7 separate regions of the Mus musculus genome follow, and regions 1, 2, 3, 4, 5 and 7 are each linked to region 6. Evidence: chromatin contacts called from public HiCAR-type and promoter capture Hi-C data. All regions are on one chromosome and are shown on one strand. Each heading gives the region's core, a stretch centred on a gene start, on an enhancer-like site or on the middle of the called end of the contact. The rest is flanking DNA. Distances are from core to core; before and after follow the strand shown. Region 1 holds the start of Rassf1 (Ras association (RalGDS/AF-6) domain family member 1). Region 2 holds the start of Rbm5 (RNA binding motif protein 5). Region 3 holds the start of Hyal3 (hyaluronoglucosaminidase 3). Region 4 holds the start of Tmem115 (transmembrane protein 115). Region 5 holds the start of Rbm6 (RNA binding motif protein 6). Region 6 holds the start of Dhx30 (DEAH (Asp-Glu-Ala-His) box polypeptide 30). Region 7 holds the start of Gnai2 (guanine nucleotide binding protein (G protein), alpha inhibiting 2).

Region 1 (2,700 bases), core at 25-2,524, 2.6 Mb after region 6:
CAGCTTTCTTTCTCCTTGTGAATGCTGAGATGCCGCAGCTCTTGCTCTCATGTGGCATTCTGTCACAAACTGCTACACTAGCTGAGTTTGTGACATACTTGTATAGTGAATGAGATGATCTGGAGGCACACACAGGCCTACAGTGCCATTTTTAAGTTCCTATATGGCCCAAAGCACCGATTCTCAACTCAAAACTATACATCAGAACTTGGGAGGCAGGGGCAGGTGGGTTGCTTGTCACAGCCTGGTCTGCATAGAGAGTTCTAGGCAAGCCAGGGCTGCAGAGTGAAACCCTGTCTTAAAACACAACAAAACAACCAAAAAACCAAACCAAAACAGAAAAACCAGGATGCCTAAGGTCCACTTTCAACAACGGAGTCAACAAGTCTGAGAGGAGAAGTAGGCGCGAGGAGACTGGAAGGTATATATTGTCCTGCGTGGTTCTGTTTGCTGGTAATTCCTAGGTCAGAAGGACCACTCATTGTGTGTGTGGCTGGACTCCATGTTTTAGCCTCTGCATCCTTGACTCAAAACAACCTTGACTGAAGTTTCAATAGAATTCCTACTAACAAGGAGCCTAACTAAGGTTCTAACTTTTTCTGGCCCCCTATTAATGTGGGAGACGTCACCCAGGAATCTAGAGGGGGAACACAGTGAGCCAATCGTTGGGAAGAGGCGGGCCTCGGAATGTAGGCTCAGAGCTCAGCAGGCACAAAGGCTTTTCAAGAAAGGGCACAAGCACTTTAAAGACAAACTTGAAGCACCTTCTTATTCACAGACAACTAACTCTGCCCAACTGTGCACGGACAGAGCGTGACAAGTGATAAACCATTTTCTCAAGCACTCTCCCTGATGGAGCAAGGCCAGGAGATCTGGTCTGCAGGATCATCACAACTGACCAGCCCTCCACTGCCGCTTGACCCGCAACTATGGTGCTGCCTCCCTTTCCGTAGTCGCTGGCTGTGTGGGGCCGCTTACTCACGCGCGCACTGTAGGCCCTTGCGCACGACGCCCCAGATGAAGTCTCCACAGAGGTCGCACCACGTGTGCGTGGTGGGCCCTGCAGGCTGGAAACGGTGGCCACGACCCGGGACGTGCTGCTGTGACGGATTGCGTGTTGTACCCGGGGCGATGCGCAGAGCGTTGGCACGCTCCAGCCGGGTACGGCCTGGACCGATGCGCCCGGACGGTGCCAGCTCGCGTAGTTCAATGAGTTCTGGCTCCGCCGACATGGCCCGGTCAGGCCGGTGCTGTAGCGGACTAGCAGCTAGTGAGTACCGAGCGGGCGAGGCCGCAGGGCGGGCCGCGACTTCGGCACCGCCCCCAGGATCCAGGCAGGGCGGCGGGAAAGAGCCGAGGAGGACGCGCTGGAACCCTAGGCGAGCCGACCGTGTGGACTTGTGGGCGGGGCACGGCACAGGGGTGGGCCCTTTCAAAGAGCCCCTTCCCAATCTTTCCGTCCAGTCTTCTCCCCCGACCCCAAGGATGACTGTACAGCGCCACACTGTTGCGTTTCATGAGTCTGCTTTATTGTGCGAAAGGAAGAGGGTCTCCACATCCGGCCCTTGCTTACACCCCCCAACCCTGTCTGCCAGTTTGCTGATGCTGTGGCCTGGTCCTCTGCGTATTCGCTGGGTGGGGCAGGAAGTGAAGAGTGTGGTGGTTTGCAGCTCTACTTGACTCAGCTGTGCTCACCAGGGAAATTGAGGTCTGACAGGGGCGAGCCACGAGTCCCTGAAGCTCAGTCACAGTCTGGGTGCGCTCTTCTGTCGGCCCTCGGCAGCTACGGCCTTCACTTGGCTCTGTCACCTTGGGCTGCTAGAACACATGTCTTTCCGTGCTTCTCCCAGTGCTTGACTTGACACTCCCTGCAGCGGGGTGGGTTGCATGACAATGACAGGGCTTGTAGGAGAACCCAGGGTTGGAGCTTAGGGGGGCAACTAAGGTCCCAGGATCGCCTCACCTGCAGCAATACCACACATTCTGGCATCTGGAGCAGCGCTTGGAGGCCTCTGCGTTGCAGTAGCCGCAGCGGGGCCTCTCCGGAGCTACTGCCTCTAGGACATCCAGCCTGTAGGTTTCAGCCCACCTGGGGGAGGAGTCGAGAAGAGCTGAATGGACGGACCGGGCAGGTAGGTGCACAGAAGCACTAGGTGACCTTCCCTCCTTGGTCCTATGCACGTGACTTCAGCCACTCAGTGGACTTTACCTCTGTGCTTGTTGACGAAGATCCTTCTCCGAGAGGCTGAATACGTGCTGAAGCTGGTGCTTGGCGATAGCCTGCCATTTCCCTTTGTTCTCTCTCTCCAGGCGATCCCAGATTTCTGGGATCTAAAAAAGTGTAATGGAGACAGGGAGGAAGGAGCCGGAAAAGTGGACCACCGTCCCAAGCACTCCCAAGCATGTTCTAGGGCCTTACCTGTTCTAACACTAGGTCCTTCTTAGGGGGCTGGGTTTCAGCCAGGGACAGGTGGGCCAGGAAACCCTTCAGATCGGCAAGATTGGGCAACTGGTCGAGTAGTGTGTCAGTGAGGAAGGCCTGAAGCTGCAAGAGATCCAGGGAAGGCCATTGAGAAACTAACTGTTCCTAGCCAGAGGGCCAAGAGACAGGAAGTCCTGAAATTGGGCTGAGCGTCCTTGGAGGGTTTGCATCTTACCAGCTCCCCTGTCGATGCCTGAAGCCCAAGTTGTGGAAAGGGG
Region 2 (2,700 bases), core at 136-2,635, 2.3 Mb after region 6:
CTGGATGGAATCTGTCTAGGGATAGGGGAGTAGCTTTTGAGTTTAAAATTGAATTGGCAGCATGGTGGCTCACCTTTAATCCCAGCAACCAGTGAGTGAGTTCTTTATATCACCCTGGCTTTCCTGGAACTCACCTTTTTAGACCAGGCTGGCCTTGAACTCAGAGATCCAATTACCTCTGGGATTATAGGCATGGATCACCACACCCTGCTATAAGTGGTTTCTATGATCTGCAGACAAATGTATATTTTCTGCGGTTAAGTGTGTTATATATACTCAACCATAATTGGGCATATCTTAACATTTACATAATTGTATACTGAGAATACATAGATACAAAAGAAAGATGTTGAGTATGTGTTCCTTCAGCTGTGTTATCAGGCATTTCTAGCCAGTTTCAGTCACCCTAATTCCTGCACACCGTTATTCTTATCAGACTTGTAATCCCAGAAGGAGGTGAAAACTGGAGGGTCAGAAACAGTCCCACACTAAGGAGATGGATCTTGGTCAGTCTACATTGTGAATTCCAGGCTAACCAGAACTATAGAGACCCTTTCTAAAGAAAACAAAAGGGAGGGAAGGGAAGAAAAATTAAAAAAAAAAATGAGGGAAATCTGCTCCCTAATAACTACATATGCAGAGGACAAGTTATGGCAACTGGATGACAATATCTCCACAAAAAGCAGAGAGAGGGGGGGGGGGAACCTCTAGGGTTTTGTCTGTTTTGTTGGATTTTTTTTTTTAATGTGTAGTTGGGTGATGATTTGGTTTGAATTTGGGCTGCTTTGCATTTACTTATTGTTGGTGTATTTGAACACACATCCATGTTTGCCACATCAGAAGACTACTCTCATGCGTGGTTCTCTTTCCATCCTGTGAATTGCAGGGATGGAACTCAGGGTTTTAGGCTTGGCAGTAAGCCTTACCTGATGAGGCTATCTCACAGGCTTGGTTTTATTGTTGTTTTGTTTGCTTGTGGCAGGGTCTTACAACAAAATATCCCTATTGTTCTGGAGTTCATATTCTAGTGCTGGCATGGCTTCTGAAAACAAGCTAGTTCAGTTTCCAGTTTACCGAATTATTAGCTCTGTATGTTTGTAAAACGACTAGGGAAGTAATCCGTAGTATGCCTTCTCTACGAACTGGATTATACGTTTTACAGTGTGTCAAGCGCTGGTAAAGTTCACATCCGGGTTCTCAGAAGCTGAATGGCAGCTTTGTCATGGAGCAGATGAAATACGCAAAAAAATTAACGCAGGGTATAGTGACAGGCTGCCTGGGCGACCACACTTCCCGGCAGCCCTCGCGCAGACCGGCACCCTCGCTGATTGGACGCCTCTGGAGAGGCGGGTAGGATGGGAGGTGGGGGAAGGTCGACGCGCGAGGGACTGTGGGTAGGAGAAGACGGTCGGTGGAGACGCCATTTTGTGGAGCGGCCGAACCTTGTAGGAGGTTCTGGGGCGCAGAGCCGCTACTGCTCCTGCTTTGTTCCCTCTGTGGGGGTGAGTGCGGCTGCCGTCCATTACACCCCAGTGATTTTGCAATTGGTGCTGTCCCTTAAGTCTGCCTGTCAGCCGCCAGAGGTGACCGCTCAGCCGAGTCTTTGAAGAGACTAAACTAAGCAAGCGCTTGAGGGCCGCGCCCCTCCTCGCCTCTGGCTCTGCTGGCTTTCATAGGTTGCCCCCTAGCCCGGTCCTCGACCCGCCTCTTTGGAGTTGTTTGTCTCTTGCTGGGACGTTGTCCCGAATCCCCTGTCGTGCGGAGCTGTGGAGCGCCTGGCAGTCTCTTAAGCCATCATCGCCCTGAGTCTCCAACTGAATCTCGCTGTGCGAAAGGTGGTTGGGAATGGGTGTGGGGAGGGATGGATGGAAGATAAGAAAGATGGACTGAATGCCGGATTCAGTTGCGCCGCCATCTCGGCTGCGATACCCCGCGGAGGTGGGCATGGGCAACCTCCCTGGGAGGTGGGTGCGGGCATCTCGGGCGAAAACAAGGGACAGCCGTAGCCGTTCGACCCCGGAACTTGACCCACTAGATGTCTCTTATTTTTTAAGTCAACGAATGTTTGTTAAGTGCTTGCTTTAAAAGACCAGATTCTAGAAATGGCAGTAACTATAGTTTCTGGGACATCACAGGCATCATAGCTGTGTGATGTTTTATTACGGCCAATCGGCCGGGGAAAGGCTGTGGGTCACTCGGTGGCCTGTTGTCGATCAGGGCTGGTCCAAGACATAGGTGTTATTGATACACAGATATTAAGCCGAGTCAAGGTTTGGTCTTGTCTTACTGAAATAAATTGAGATCAGGCGATGTGTTATATATGTAAATTTCAATCAGATCAGCATTCCAGCTTCTAAGTTTTTGTCAGAAAAATTTGAGATCGTGTTACAATTTTAGTGTTGAATTTTATATTAACGAAGACAGTTGGATGAATGCTTTAATCATTGTCCATCTCAATAAATAGCGTTGCTTTGGTTATGAAAATCAGGAGCTTTTTGCTTTGTAATTGTAGTGGGAGTGTCCAAGGTGTCTAAAGCCTTCACCCTTCTTGAGTTTCTTATTGAATATATGATCTTAATATGTTAAAGTGACCTTCATCTTCCTGCTTCTTAACACAATTATGACTTAGTGTTGACAGCCTCCTTTTCCTTCCTCTTTTTAGTCATTGTTAAGTATTAGCCACAGTTTCTATCCCAGTTT
Region 3 (2,716 bases), core at 32-2,531, 2.5 Mb after region 6:
CCACATGCACTTGAAAGCACCTGCAGTCTAGAGGAGACCCATCCCAACCCCTGTGAGGAGAACTCATGGAGACTAGCTGAGTGTCCTGACCCAACACTGGAGGGAAGCTGGCAGTACTAAGAAATGCTGAAGGCTGGGCTCTGGCTACAAATCTCCTATCATTTGTCACACCTCACTATGTCAGGCTTGCCACCCTAGCCCACTTGCTCACCATTTTTTGTTTTGCTTGGGTTCCCTCTCCCCGTCCCCCCCACTTCTCCAGGGTATGTATAGCCTGTGTTTGCCTCAAAATAGTGACTTAAGTGCCTCAGCCTCCTAGTAGCCCATGACTGTAGCTTGCTGGCCTTGGCAGACAGTGCAAACCAGCCATCATACTTTTAGCTTGCCCCCACCTGAGTTTTTCAGAAGACCTCTCCCAGGAGTCACCCCCACCTCCCACACCCCTCCTCCCCCTATACAGACAGGTCAGCTCTCCTCCAACCCTGAGCTTTTTCAGTTATCTGAGCCACAAAAGTGGCTCCTGGGACACTCACACCCACCCCAAACAGGCTCAACCCCCCCAACCCCTTACTGCTTTCCCTCCTCGGGACACGGAACCTGTGGCCCTCCGTTCCAATCCGTCCAATTCAGGACACTTTGGCCTTGGGTCCTTCTGTCCCTACACATGGGGCTCTGATGGTACTGCCGTGGAGCTTGGCCCATTACATAGAATGTGGCTTTTGCAAGTCTGCTTGCCTCTGGTCTGAGTTTCATAGTCACCCTGATAAGGACCATGGCTTCCTTCCTAAATCTACAGGTGTCCAACGGCCACTACTTTGGGGACCTGGGCCTCCCTGCTGAAACTCCACTGCACTGTTTTTTTTTTTTTTTTTTTTTTGGTTTTTTTGTTTGTTTGTTTTTTTGAGACAGGGTTTCTATGTGTAACTGACCTGGCTGACCTGGAACTCACTTGTAGGCAACAAAGATCTGCCTGTCTTTGCCTCTAGTGCTGGGATGAAAGGTGTAGACCATAATGCTCCAGCTAGAAACTCCATTGTTTACCTGCCTTATTCTAGGATCTGCTGGCAGGAGGGTCTATGTTGGGGGATTTCTTGCAGTGGATGGACAGTGGGTCCCACTCCTTTACTCATTTACTGTAGGACGGGCCTCCTGACTCCCTTTCCCAAATTTCCCTGAGCCTGAGGACAGCCCTCTCCCCCCTTCCCCCCAAATCTCAAACACCAGGCTTTAAGCCTCTTACCTGGCTCAGGTGGCTCCGCAGACACAGTACTCCCTCCCCAGCTCCCACACCTTCTAAGTAAGGCCAGGAAGGAGGAACCTTAGGGTCCGCCCCTAGCTCAGAGCGCCAGGGTTCCCCCCCCAGACAGGTTTAACCCCTTCATTGCGGACCCCACCACTGTAAGTGGAGCGAAGCTTCGGGTCTTCAGGGAGAGTCTGCACTTACCCCTTGTGGGCCATGGGCCATGGATCTTTTGGGAGTGGGGGTTTTGAAAGCTCGATTATGGTGGGTGTGGCTTAACAAGCACTAAGCTCTAAGGGAAAGGGAAACACTGGGAAGACTTGAGCGACACTGTAACTTTGGGGACCACAGGCGCAGGGTGGATAAACGGGCAGCATGTGAGAAGTGAGGGTGATACTGACATGTTAAAGCCGAATTCCGGGATGATCCACGTCCTGCCTGCGCTCGGTCGGGTAACTCGCTGTCTCTGGCTCCAACTCCTCGGTCTGCCTACGCTGGTCCCAGCAGTACGGAGGACTCACTGCAGTCTTCGCAGGAGACAGAGCACCTCCTCCTAAGTTCTCAGTGCCCGCCCGGAACGTCCCTACCTAGACACCCCGCCCCTGGTTCTGAGCGTCACAACAGAACTCCTGTAGGCCCATTCTGTCCCTGGCTTCTTCCCTTCCGGTGGTGACTGGCAACTAGGCCCGTAGTTTCCTTTCGTTGGCTCCGCCTCCTCTTGGCTCTAGCCGGCTTCTAGCAGCTTGCCTGTGTTCAGCTCCGCCTGCCCCTCTCCTAGCTCCAGGCTCAAAGAAATGAGAGTTTCACTTTGTTTCCGCTCTTGTAGGGTCTCCAGTCCTCGTGGGTTGGTGGAAATGGCCTGATCAGGTGGAACTTCCTCCTGATCATGGAAAGCAGTCGTCTTCAGACAACACAATTGGATGAAAGTATAGAGCCTTTCCAGTGCCTTCTGGGTTCTGAGACCTGCCTATTTTAGGAGCTAATTAAACAGCTAAGTAATATAAGACAGCTTTGTTTGCCGGGTTGAGTGATGCTAGTACTCTGAGCAGATTCAGGGATCCTATAGAGTGATGCTTGTGTTTCCCCAGCCCTCTGAGGGTACCATCAGCATGCAGTAGGTGTGCAAGGTTCTATCTTTGGAGCTAGATAGCCTAGATTTCAAAATGCATCTCTCCTGGTTGGTTGGTTGTTTTGTTTTGTTTTTTGTTTGTTTGGTTTTTTTTGTTTGTTTTTTTTGTTTTTGAGACAGGGTTTCTCTGTGTAGCCCTGGCTGTCCTGGAACTCACTCTGTAGACGAGGCTGGCCTCAAACTCAGAAATTGGCCTGCCTCTGCCTCCCAAGTGCTGGGATTAAAGGCATGCGCCAACAGTGTCTCTCTGTGTAGTCCTGGCTGTCCTGGAGCTCAATATGTAGACCAGGCTGGCCTTGCCTCCCAAGTACTGGGATCTAAGGTGTGCATCATCCATGCCTGGCCTT
Region 4 (2,700 bases), core at 184-2,683, 2.6 Mb after region 6:
GCCACACCAACAGTCTAGCTACCAAGATTTTAGAGAAGTTCCCAGTACCTTCTGCGCTCCGCATCTTGAGGGTCTGTGCCTGGGAGGCTGATAGTGATGGACGACGGCGCTCCCACATCGTAGCGCTTCACTGTCTTCTGGCATATCTTTACTTTCACCAGGAGGCCGTGCACCAAGTTCGCTAGCAGCCCCACCACCGGTTGCAGGATCTCCGGGAAGAAGGTGGCAAAAGCAAAATGGTCAGCCATGTCCCCTCGGCCCCGGCTATGGCGCTGATAGAAGCGAAGATACACCCAACTGGATAGCAGCCCAAAGCCGTAGGAAGCCAGGGCTGGGCTCTGGAGCAGCGTGGCCAACCGGAGGAGTAGCAGCAACGCCAGCAACAGCATGGGAACGACGCTGACGCGGACCTGGGGCACTCGCAGAACCACACAGTCTCCCATAGTTTGCTTGAGGGCTACCAGAACACCACCTAGGAAACCCAGGGCGCCGTGGATACGAATAGTGAACAGGTAAACCAAGTTGAAGGAAGCCATGTAGGTGAGGAGGTAGGCGAGGGCCCCCAGAAGCCCCACTGACACATTCACCACCGAGAAGAAGATGAGCAGCTCCAAGGCTCCCCAGAGGGGCTCCAGTAATCGCCCGGCCACAACCACTGTGGCCAGGCTAATGGCCACGTCCCACACGTGCTGTTCCATGAGCCCGTGGGTGGCCAGGGTCCAGATCCAGAAGTTGGGTGGGAAAAGGTAGCCTGGGGTGACGGCCAGGCAGCCCGTGTCCACAGCGAAGGAAAGCAGGTAGAGAAACAGTACCACGGCGCACAGTGCCTTCACCACCACGCTGGCGCTGGCCAGGATGGCCCCCAGATGTTGGCGGGCACCAGGTAGGGCGCGTTGCATCTTCCTGGCGGACGTTGGCTTAAGGGAATGTGTGGAAGGTGGCCTAGGGGCCTCCCCGGGGCCTCGTCCCAGTTCGGCCCCGACGGGAGGCCCGGGCCCGGCTACTTCACTGGCTTCTGTTCCGTGGGAAGGCTCTGGTTCCGGTTTGATCCGGTTGTAGTTCCAAAGCGAGGAGAAAGTCTTCTTGCCGGGGACCTGTCGTTAGGCCCTGGGTAGCTTGGGCTCGCCTGCCTGCGGGTTCCGTCGGCCCAGCGGCCAGGCTAGCGTTAATCTCAAGGCTAGGCTTCCTCCATCCACTCTGAGACTCTGCGATCTGCGGGGAACTGGTGCCTCGTTCCGGCCCAAGTCAAGCCCGTTTAGCTCCGGCTGGGCTAGGGTTTTGGCTTGACGGTACCTCCTCCCCTCTCCGGGGCCGACAAACAGGGGCGCCGCGCCTGCGCGCCCCCGCCGGCGGCCGCGGCAGTACGCCCTCTGAGCGCTTGCCTTCCGGCTTCTCGGCATGCTGGGATACGGAGTCCTTGGGACCTAGCCGACCGGTTTCTTCATAGAACCACAAGTCCCAGAAGCTGTGCGCCGACCGGTCCCGTAGAGTGTACGGGCTAGGGAGCTTGGGAGTTGTAGTTTTCAGTGCTTACTCCTCCAGTTCTTAGGAGTTATGGAAGTTGAGATCAGTATTCCTGATGCAGTAAAGGGAGGTGTTAAGTGGGCGGGTTCAAGAGGTAGCACCGCCTTGGGCCACACACACTTGCTCAATTCTTTGGAGGAGATTGGCTCTATTTAGGATTTGTACAGGTACAGCAGTGTCTTTGTAAGCAGGTACATAAGAATGTGAACGGTTCTGATGAGTTGTACCAACGTGTGTGAACTAACCAGAAACTGTCGTCTGGCAAGTGAAGCCTAAGATGGGCTTGTTCAGTCATTTGTAGTCACTGTGTTATTGACCAAGTTCCCCGCTGCAATTTCAGGAGCCTTAAAAATGATGATGATGGCAGGCTCTTCCTATCTTAACGATCAAAGAAGGCAACTGTGTAAACGACTTGCCATTGTTGTATTGGGTGTTCGTTCACATTGTCCTTGTTCCAGCGAATTGTACTTGTAATTGTACATGAACTTTCCACCTAAGGGGGAATAAGGGTCAAGGCTGTGCTACTTCAGCGACTCTTTTCCCACTTGATTCCACTGGACAGAGAAATCTCCCTTGAGCTGGAGCGATGGATTAGCGGTTAAGAGCACTGACTGCTCTTCTAGAGGACCTGGGTTCAATTCCCAGCAACCACATGGCAGCTCATAACTGTAACTCCAGTTCCAGGGTTTCTGACACCCTTACACAGACACACATGCAGGCAAAACACCAATGAACATTAAAGAAAAAATATATTTAAGTCTCTCTATAAGTGCCAAGTTGGTCTAGGCTCAACTTTATGCTATAGTGGCTGTCAACAGGGTGTTTGAGATGTATTTAAAAGTTATTTTATAGCCGGGCGTGGTGGCACACACCTTTAATCCCAGCACTCGGGAGGAAGAGGCAGGTGGATTTCTGAGTTCGAGGCCAGCCTGGTCTACAAAGTGAGTTTTAGGACAGCCAGGGCTATACAGAGAAACCCTGTCTCGACCCTCCCCCACCCCCAAAAAAGTTATTTTATTTACATGTATGTGTGTCTTTGTGTGTATATGCCGTTAAGTGTGCAAGCCACCACAGAGGCCACAGCATGTCGGAAGCTGGATTTCTGAGCCACCAGATGTGGGTGCTGGGGTACAGGTTCTCTGTAAGAGCATCAGGCATTATTAACTATGGAGTCAT
Region 5 (2,700 bases), core at 34-2,533, 2.2 Mb after region 6:
TAGGATAAGAATCTTATTGCCTACACCCACAGTGACACACCTACTCCAACAGGGTCACAACTTCTAATAGTGCCACTCCCTGAGCTGAGCATATGCAAACCATCACACAGGGGTTCCTTTTTGTAGCCCAGACTGTACTAGAACTCACTCTGTAGAACAGGCTTGCCTTGAACTCAAAGGTACATCTGTTTCTGCCTCTGGAGTGGAGGGATTAAAGTATTGCACCATCACTTCCTGTCTCCATGCCCAGCTTTTTCCAGTGGGCATTTATGGCAGCAGCATTTATTGATATTTTATTTGTCACATATGTACAGTCCCCTCAGAGGCTAGAAAAGAGCATTGGATCTCTTTGAACTGAAGGAACAGAGGATTGTGAACCGCCACGTAGTTTTTGGGAATTGAACCTCTGGAGAGCAACCAGTGTTTTTAACTGATGAACTGTTTCTCCAAGTGTCTTTCTTTGACCTTGAAGAATCGAATTAGGCTACAATATCATATATCGCCAGGGCATACACACAAGGCACCAGGTGGCTGGGATAAGCAAACCCCTCACAATATAGACAATCTACCTGAGAACTTGGGAGTCAGGTAGATCATTAGCTGGAAGATTCTGGAAGAGGTTGCGTATCAACAGTTACTTTGCTTTCTTTCCGTTAGAATTACGATGTGCAGTTTTTGTGGCGAGTCACGCGTGTCTACATTTATTGCCTAGAGCTAGCGGGACCTGTAGAAACAAGTTTTATTATTTTTTTTTAATGGGTTGAGCTACTGAACCTTTTTACACGGATGATTTCCGCCTGGAGTGTTTGACCAGAAGTCTGTCGGAAGGTAAAAAAGGACGAGTCTTTGGGTCCTAATACTTCAACTCAAGCAGTACTTTTGCATTTATTCTCTGGACTTAGGTAGAAGGGGTCTTATTTATGTAGCCGAAAAGCCAGCAGCCCTTTGCCGTAACGGAATAAGACCGGAAAGATCTCCTCCCATTTTCTGCACCCGAACTGACAATCTCTCTCTTTCCCAAGGGGCAAGGCAGGACCGTCCCCCAGCACCTGGCAGGGTGTGTCACTAGGCTGTCTAAGCCACCCGGACCCCTTGCACACTTGCGAGGAAAACACCAGAGAAGCAGTGACAGCACTGAAGCCAAACCATAACTCCCGGCAGGCCCTGCGGAGAAGCGTGCCTTCTAATTGGGCAGTGGCTAACAGCGTGCCTTTCCATTGGGCAGCAGCTCCACCAGCCGTCAAAGCCGCTGCGCGCAGGGCACGGCGGGAGAGGAGGCCGCGGGATTTGCGGCCGTACTTCATCTCCCGGCGGGCCCAGCGCTGAAGGCGGTGGCGCGACGCCTTTGTGGAAGCCGGAGCCCACCGGGAGGAAGTTCCGGTCTCCGGGACGCTGGGTCCGTGGCGGCCTCTGAGGAGGAGGAGAAGCGGGCCGCGGCGGCTACGCTGCTTTGGTAAGGGCCCAGGCTAGGAGAGAGGGCGTGCCCGAGCTTCTGGGACGGGGTCAGCGGGCCTGGCGGCTCTGGAAATCGCGGGCCCGCGCGGCCTAGCAGCCGTGGCTTCGAAGACACGGGGCGGCCGCGGCCTCGCTCGCTTGCGAAAACAGTCGTGTGTCGCGGGAGGCGCCGCTCGCGGCAGGAACGCCCCGGAACGGTCGCGGGCCCGGGGCGGGGCCCGAGGCGGCTGTAGAATTACCGGTCCCAGCGCGGAGCGGCCAGCTGTGGGGCGAGGGACCCGCGCGTGGCAGCGGTTCTGGCGCTCAGCTCTGTGGTGCTGCAGGAGAGATTTCTTTCTCTTTCCCCTTGTGTTTGTGATCTTGTCCTGAGAGACATCACTAGATACGGAACTCTTGTGCCCTGCAAGTAACCTTGGCCGCCCACCCAGACACCCAACCAGGAAGGTGCGAGAGTTCAGAACCTGGCCCACGGGCCCGTAGAACCGGGAGGTGGGCGAGGGTGACTGGTGGGTTCTGTACCGGTTGGGCGAATGTAGGAGGAGAGTGATGTTCCCACATATTCGTGCTTTAGATTCCTTTTGGCGTTGTTAATAATGTGCTTTTCTTTTAACTTTATAATTGACGTTGAGCTAATGAATTCAAGTGTGGGGTTGCGTTTCTTAATTAAAAACAAAAGGCCTTATTTGTAGAGCACATATACTTGAGGTAGTTTGTATATTTTCTCCTCCCCCTCACCCCCACCCTAGGCATTCTTATTAATTTCAGACTAATTGGATATAAGTTAAGGAGTAGGTTTTTTTTTTTTTCTTTTTTATCCGCTTGATCACCCAGGTCATTTTCTGAACTCTGGATTGTGCCTTAGGATTGTTAGTTTTCAACTTCCTGTTGACTAAATATGTCACAGTTAACATTACTAAGCTTGTGAGAATCAAAGGGGAAAGTGTCAACAGCTAATGACAATGTGGAAAGTAACTTAGCACTAAAATACTAACTTGAGGAAACATAGTGGTTGAATCTACTGCCAGGCTTAGTGGAGTTTAATCCTGAAGTTTAGGAGGATGAGGCAGGAGGATGTCAGGTTTGAAGCGCCCTAAGCTGCATTGAGACCCTAAAAACTTTGAGTCTGAATTTTATTTAGCTCCTTAACTAGTAGTACACTTATATAAATGCTTATCTGCTTATAAAATCTATAGGATTATCTATAGTGTATGTGGTCTATAAGGCAGGTTAGGTAGGACTCAGTTC
Region 6 (2,700 bases), core at 169-2,668:
ATATGAAGCTTGCCTTGAAGATCCTGTTTCTATAGGGATTCCAAGTATGTACCAAACATGTTGGGCACTGCAGGGATTTCTATGTTTTGTTTTCAAGAAGCAATTCTTTGTTTCACCTCCTTCATTTCTCCTAGCCTTCTGTGCAATCTAGCAGGAAAATAGCAACTAGTATACTTTCCTTCCTTCCTTTTCTTTCCGTCTTCATTTGAAACAGGGTCTATGTTGCGCTGACTGGCCTGGAACTCTTCAGATCAGAGATCTGCATGTCTCTGTCTCCAGAATGCTAGGTTTAGAAGCATTTCTTGCTATGCAATCCTGGTTGGCTTCTAATTCCCAGTTGTCTTGCTCCAGCTTCGGACCAGCTGAAGTCACCTGTGCTGTGGCACACAGCTAACAATACATTTAAATGGCTGCACAAAAAATAGCATAGGAAAACGGACTGGAGATATGGTTCAGTGGTTATGAACACTTGCCTGATTAGTAGTTTTGTTGTTGTGTGTGTTTTGGTTGATTTGACACAAGCTATAGTCATTTGGGTAGAGAGAACCACAATTGAGAAACTGCCCCCACCAATCTGGCTTTTAGGCAGGGTGGAGGTTTTGGGAGGGTGCCTCCCCTGGGGAGATAGTAAATTCTGGGGCTGTTGTATCAGCCATGAGGCAGTAAGCAAGGGTTCCTCCATGTCTTTTGTTTCCATTCCTGATATGACATTACTCAGTGGCAGGTTGTCACCTATAAGGTGAGAAGTGGTATTTTTACCTCAGCAATAAAAAACCTAAGATAACAGCTGGCCGACAACAGCCTGTAACTCCAGCTTCCAAGGATCTGATGCCATGTCACTTGGTACCACACACATGCACATAGAATTTTCTTCGTCTGTTTTAAATTACGAGCTATTGTATTAGTTCTCCAAATATCACGAAAGGGCACATCCTCAAATATTGTCTTCCCAGCTGTGAACTACTGCCCAACGCCACTGAGTTTCCTTTATCGACGGCGGATTTCATTGAACCCATGCTTCACTCTGTTCAGAGGACAAACAGGCAAACCCCCTCCCCTCGCTCCTGAGTGTCGATGTGGCCTAGACTCGCAGTCGTCCCTCACCACAACCCCCCGAAGCCAGCAGCAAGCGCTACCCTGTCCTTTGCCTGGTTTATGTCTCTGTGAGGCAAAATCGCTCACCTCCCTAAAAGTGCAGAAGACCAAGGGGAGACGCAGGAGAGAAAAGGCGCGACGGACACAGAGCTGCGGCTGGGGATGGAGAGATGAGCCTGAGATGGTCACCCGTCCCCAGCTCCCGCCGGCTCTCGCCGGCTCCCACGGCACAGGCCACGCGCGTCCCCGGCCGCTCCGCCGGAAGTCCCGCCTGTGTCTGGGGCTACAGCCGCGCTCCCTCCAGCCAGTGCCCGGGTGCAGGCGCAGACTGACTGTCTCGCGCTGTGGGCTGAGGAACACTAGAGACAACCTAGGCAGCCGAACCCATCGCGAGCCCCAAGGCAGCGGCAGCCCGCACAGAGAGCCAGGCCGAACAGAGCCGGGGCCGCAGGTGGGACTTCCGCCTCGGGACCCGGAAGAGACCGCGCCGTCGCTGGTGGGAGTTGTAGTCCGGCCGTAGTTGGGGGGGCCCGCGGCTCATGCGCCGTGCACCGAGGCTTGTTTCACATCTGTAACAACAGGTGAATTGGGCTTTTTATTCTACCCTTTCGCGCCCCTTGAAGCAGCCTGACACGGTCGGGGGTGGTCGGCGCGAGGAGGGGTCCCGAGTCCGGCTAGCGGCCTGGCAGAGAGTGGGAAGGAGGAGCTGGCGAGCCCGAGGAGCAGGCCGGGCATCCTAGGCCTGCCCGGGAAGCCGGCCGGGCCGAGCCGTGGGCAGCCAGGCCTCGGCCTGCCGTTGCCATGGAGCCGGGGCGGGGCGGGGGCCAGACCGGTCCGCCGGGGCGGGCCTCACTGCCAGGGGCTCAGCGGAGGCCGAGAGAGGCGGCTTCATTGGCTCGACGACGCCTTCGCCTCAGGGGATGCTCGGTTTTCCCCAGGCTGGGCCCGGAGGAAGTCTCCGGAGTGCCCGAGACCTTTGTCTGCCCCTCCTCCCACTGTGCGGGTCAGGACCGTTCCTCTAAAGGGAGGCCTTGGTGCATTTTTGACTCTTCTGGTTTGCCTCCTTTTGCACCGACCTTGTCAGTGGGGGAGGCTAAGGGGTGAGGTGTTCTTTGTTTGCTGGTAGTGACTTGTCCCATTTTGCAGGGGAAGACCTAATGCATGGTGGGTCCTTTGTTTGCAGTGAAGTGGAGTTCCCAGGGGTCTTCAGAATCCTCAAGCCAAGAGTACAGCGTCTATGTGCTTTCTAGATAGTCCTTGTGTAAGCAATATTGGTCTTTTAATTGCGGCTTTCCAATGCAGAGACTGTTCACCTTACAACCCCCAGTTCATGGGTGTTCGCCATGCATGGTAGCAAATAAACTGCTGCCGTCCAGCTGCAAGGTCTCAACTTGTTTTTGGATGCAACCTACTGGCCAGAGTAAAATTACACCTTTTCTAATGATTTTCCTTGCAACGGTTTCTTGGAATGCAGTGACCCCAGCGCCATGTGCCATGCACCTCTTGACTACATCTTATAATTTATACTTAAATCTCAGAGTCTGACATTTCCAGGCAGGAGAACTCTTTCCTGATTTTATTATATATTATTATTTAGATTTATGA
Region 7 (2,723 bases), core at 190-2,689, 2.5 Mb after region 6:
GTCCAGGTAGTGCTGTTCTCACAGGAGGCTGTGTCCAACTCTTTTTTTTTTAAACATTTATTTATTATTATATGTAAGTACACTGTAGCTGTCTTCAGACACCCCAGAAGAGGGTCTCAGATCTCATTATAGATGGTTGTGAGCCACCATGTGGTTGCTGGGATTTGAACTCGGGACCTGCGGAAGAGCAGTCAATGCTCTTAACCGCTGAGCCATCCCTCCCGCCCCCCATTTATTTATTATTACATGTAAGTACACTGTAGCTGTCTTCAGACACACCAGAAGAAGGTGTCAGATCTCATTAAGGATGGTTGTGAGCCACCATGTGGGTACTGGGATTTGAACTCAGGATCTCCAGAAGAGCAGTCGGCACTCTTAACCGCTGAGTCATCTCTCCAGCCCTGTGACCAACTCTTAATGGCAGTGTCCTTCTCTGGCTTTAGTCTGGGGCCACTCAGAACACCTTGCACACTTCAATCGTCCAATCAAAGTTGGTGGGTCATAGGCCCCTCTTAAAAAGCAGATCACAAAGATTGGAAATAGCTCCACTTCCACCTTTGCACAGCCACAGGATCACAGCCACTACCCAGAAGAGACATGGAACTGAAGAAGCCTCTAGAAGCTGACAGAGGATGGAAGGAACAGATTATAGGATCATGGCAACGTTTGTTTCCTTAAGTCCAATGACAACTCTCTCTTGTCTATCTCTCCTAGAGTCCAGTCTCATTGGTCTCTGGTTGAAGCCCCGGATTGCTGCCTGCAGGAGAAAGGTTCCCAACCTATCAGGCAAAAGGACGACGTTTAGATGACAGAAGATAGTCCACTCAAAGGTGTAAAGGCGGCAGTGAACTCTTTTTGTTTTTAATGTGGTGCAACCTACACAGAAGAGGAGGGGGCGCTGCTTTAAAGAAAATCGAGGTCCAGAAAGAGATCATGTGACCCTCCGCAGAGTTTAGTAGATCTCCAAATAAGTTTATAGGCTCAGTTTTAGCAAGTGAAGAAGACACACCTCCTCCATCTTACTCTCATAATTCACAAATGCTCAGAGTCCTGGTTTCTATTTGGCCTGTGGCGAGGGCAGGTAGTCCTGACCCTTGGGCTACTAGATCAACTAGTCCTACAGTCCAGAAACAGAGCCTCAGGCTCTCAGCATCCAATCGGAGACTAGCTCCTCCTGCAGCCCGCCCAGAGGCCTAAGCCTGTGTTAGCTCTACCCTTGGTGTCTTCCCTCGTTGCGGCCCCGCTCTCAGCTTGCGCCTAAGGCTGGACTGAGCCTAACTTCTCCCTTGGCTCCGCCCTCCAACCAATCACCATCCCTAAATTTCCTTCGGCCCCTCCTCCAGACCCGCCCCGGCCCAGTCGCGGGCTTGGTTCGCCCGGGCCCCACCCCTGGCCCGCCCCGCCGTCGGTGCGCGGCGGCCGGGAAGGCGCCTCCCGCAGTCGCTCGGAACTGCGGACCTGAGAGCTTCCCGCAGAGGGCCGGCGGTGGGAGCGGAGTGGGTCGGGCGGGGCCGAGCCGGGCCGTGGGCCGTGTGGGGGCCAGGCCGGGCCGGCGGACGGCAGGATGGGCTGCACCGTGAGCGCCGAGGACAAGGCGGCAGCCGAGCGCTCTAAAATGATCGACAAGAACCTGCGGGAGGACGGCGAGAAGGCGGCGCGGGAGGTGAAGTTGCTTCTGTTAGGTGAGGCAGCGCCCCGTTCTGGGACCCTTGACTCTCTACGCTAATCCCCAGACAAGGACCTGAAACTGCTCAGCCTGGCCTTGCACCCTACACCTGCGCTTGAAACCAGTAGGAGCCACCCTTTTAAGATCCGAAACTCTGGATTGGTCTAGATTTATAATCCTAGTCCAGACTTCATTCAGACCCTCAACTCATCCCAGATCCCACACACCAAACCTTGTATGACTATCTCCCCCCCCCCTTGTTATCCAGTCTCAAGAGAACTCAGACCCTGCCGTGTATTTCCGCACTTTCTCAGGCTTTTCTTAAACCCTCAGCACCCTGCCGGCTCCCACCTTCAAGCCCCACCTGTTCTATTTCTCTTGGCACGAGCATTCCTTGGGACCCTGGTCAAGCCTCGACCCACTCCCTCTTTTCCTTACTCTGGGATCTGTATTCTCCCTCTTTGCACTCTGACCCTTCAAGAACCTCTTTAAGAGGGAAACTGACTACTCTCAAGTTCTCTGTAGCAGGATTCCCCGCAGGGCCTCTGTTCCAGGTCACCAGATCTCTCTTTCTCTCTGTGTGTGTGTGTCTCTCTCTCTCTCTCTGTCTCTCTCCCTCCCTCTCTCTGCAGGTATCAACCCCCAAATCATCTGCCCCTCTTTTAAGGCTTTTCTCACACTCTGCCGTTCCCTTGCTTCTGCGCCCTCCTGCCCCAGGTGGGCCTTGTTGATAGGAGGAGGGGCACCAGGGGCTGGGGTGGGCCTAGGCTGAGCTGGGCAGACCCTTTGCAAGAGGTTGGTCTGACTCTGAGAGTCACACTGGGAAACAGGGGCCAGGCCTCTAGCATTTGCGGGAAGTTCCATTCCCTGGGATCCAAGGCTTGTCTGGGCCAGGGCCAGGGGAGTCTGGGCAATAGGAGGGAACATGGAGGAGTTAGGGTTGTTGTCACTTCCAAGGCCAAGGAAGATGGTGGCTGCTGGGATGGGGGGGAAGTGGAAGTAGTGAACCAACCGACATATTGCTGCCCCTGTGTGCCGGCCTGGAGAGATCTGCTGA

The links. Promoter capture Hi-C pulls out the DNA fragments that hold promoters and counts their contacts. HiCAR-type assays count read pairs that join an accessible place to other places. Capture Hi-C pulls out chosen DNA fragments and counts their contacts.
Region 1: a contact with region 6 is called in a promoter capture Hi-C map of liver, with 2.4 times the contacts expected there. The contact joins the promoter of Rassf1 here to the promoter of Dhx30 in region 6. A contact is called at or near these places in 3 of 39 promoter capture datasets (embryonic stem cells, erythroid cells and pre-B cells) and 1 of 9 other capture datasets (liver).
Region 2: a HiCAR-type map of astrocytes shows a contact between it and region 6, with 3 times the contacts expected there. The contact joins the promoter of Rbm5 here to the promoter of Dhx30 in region 6.
Region 3: a promoter capture Hi-C map of pre-B cells shows a contact between it and region 6, with 4 times the contacts expected there. The contact joins the promoter of Hyal3 here to the promoter of Dhx30 in region 6. A contact is called at or near these places in 3 of 39 promoter capture datasets (cranial neural crest, frontonasal cranial neural crest and pre-B cells).
Region 4: a contact with region 6 is called in a promoter capture Hi-C map of adipose tissue, with 2.7 times the contacts expected there. The contact joins the promoter of Tmem115 here to the promoter of Dhx30 in region 6. A contact is called at or near these places in 2 of 39 promoter capture datasets (erythroid cells and pre-B cells), 1 of 115 datasets of contacts at active chromatin or transcription factors (large pre-B cells) and 1 of 9 other capture datasets (adipose tissue).
Region 5: a promoter capture Hi-C map of pre-B cells shows a contact between it and region 6, with 9 times the contacts expected there. The contact joins the promoter of Rbm6 here to the promoter of Dhx30 in region 6. A contact is called at or near these places in 2 of 39 promoter capture datasets (liver and pre-B cells), 2 of 115 datasets of contacts at active chromatin or transcription factors (astrocytes and embryonic stem cells) and 1 of 9 other capture datasets (pancreatic islet).
Region 7: a contact with region 6 is called in a promoter capture Hi-C map of adipose tissue, with 2.6 times the contacts expected there. The contact joins the promoter of Gnai2 here to the promoter of Dhx30 in region 6. A contact is called at or near these places in 1 of 115 datasets of contacts at active chromatin or transcription factors (astrocytes) and 2 of 9 other capture datasets (adipose tissue and liver).

Annotation. Positions count from the first base shown.
Region 1 is chr9:107,550,129-107,552,828 of GRCm38.p6, reverse strand. It overlaps Rassf1 (Ras association (RalGDS/AF-6) domain family member 1), which reads right to left and starts at 1,274. Exons shown (of 6, transcript NM_001243748.1): 1 at 983-1,274. The coding sequence starts at 1,232. Zmynd10 (zinc finger, MYND domain containing 10) reads right to left here. Exons shown (of 12, transcript NM_053253.4): 9 at 2,420-2,545; 10 at 2,210-2,331; 11 at 1,964-2,089; 12 at 1,508-1,868. The coding sequence ends at 1,793. Gm34106 (predicted gene, 34106) reads left to right here and starts at 1,992. Exons shown (of 2, transcript NR_168657.1): 1 at 1,992-2,132.
Region 2 is chr9:107,769,687-107,772,386 of GRCm38.p6, reverse strand. Rbm5 (RNA binding motif protein 5) reads left to right here and starts at 1,385. Exons shown (of 25, transcript NM_148930.3): 1 at 1,385-1,502.
Region 3 is chr9:107,579,861-107,582,576 of GRCm38.p6, reverse strand. It overlaps Hyal3 (hyaluronoglucosaminidase 3), which reads right to left and starts at 1,281. Exons shown (of 4, transcript NM_178020.3): 1 at 1,241-1,281. It overlaps Hyal1 (hyaluronoglucosaminidase 1), which reads right to left. Exons shown (of 4, transcript NM_008317.6): 4 at 1,626-2,716. Naa80 (N(alpha)-acetyltransferase 80, NatH catalytic subunit) reads right to left here and starts at 1,908. Exons shown (of 2, transcript NM_019750.4): 1 at 1,642-1,908.
Region 4 is chr9:107,532,678-107,535,377 of GRCm38.p6, reverse strand. Tmem115 (transmembrane protein 115) reads right to left here and starts at 1,433. Exons shown (of 2, transcript NM_019704.2): 1 at 49-1,433. The coding sequence starts at 899.
Region 5 is chr9:107,871,402-107,874,101 of GRCm38.p6, reverse strand. Rbm6 (RNA binding motif protein 6) reads left to right here and starts at 1,283. Exons shown (of 21, transcript NM_011251.3): 1 at 1,283-1,453.
Region 6 is chr9:110,116,334-110,119,033 of GRCm38.p6, reverse strand. It overlaps Dhx30 (DEAH (Asp-Glu-Ala-His) box polypeptide 30), which reads left to right and starts at 1,418. Exons shown (of 23, transcript NM_001252682.1): 1 at 1,418-1,676. It also overlaps Gm10615.
Region 7 is chr9:107,634,059-107,636,781 of GRCm38.p6, reverse strand. It overlaps Gnai2 (guanine nucleotide binding protein (G protein), alpha inhibiting 2), which reads left to right and starts at 1,439. Exons shown (of 9, transcript NM_008138.5): 1 at 1,439-1,682. The coding sequence starts at 1,565.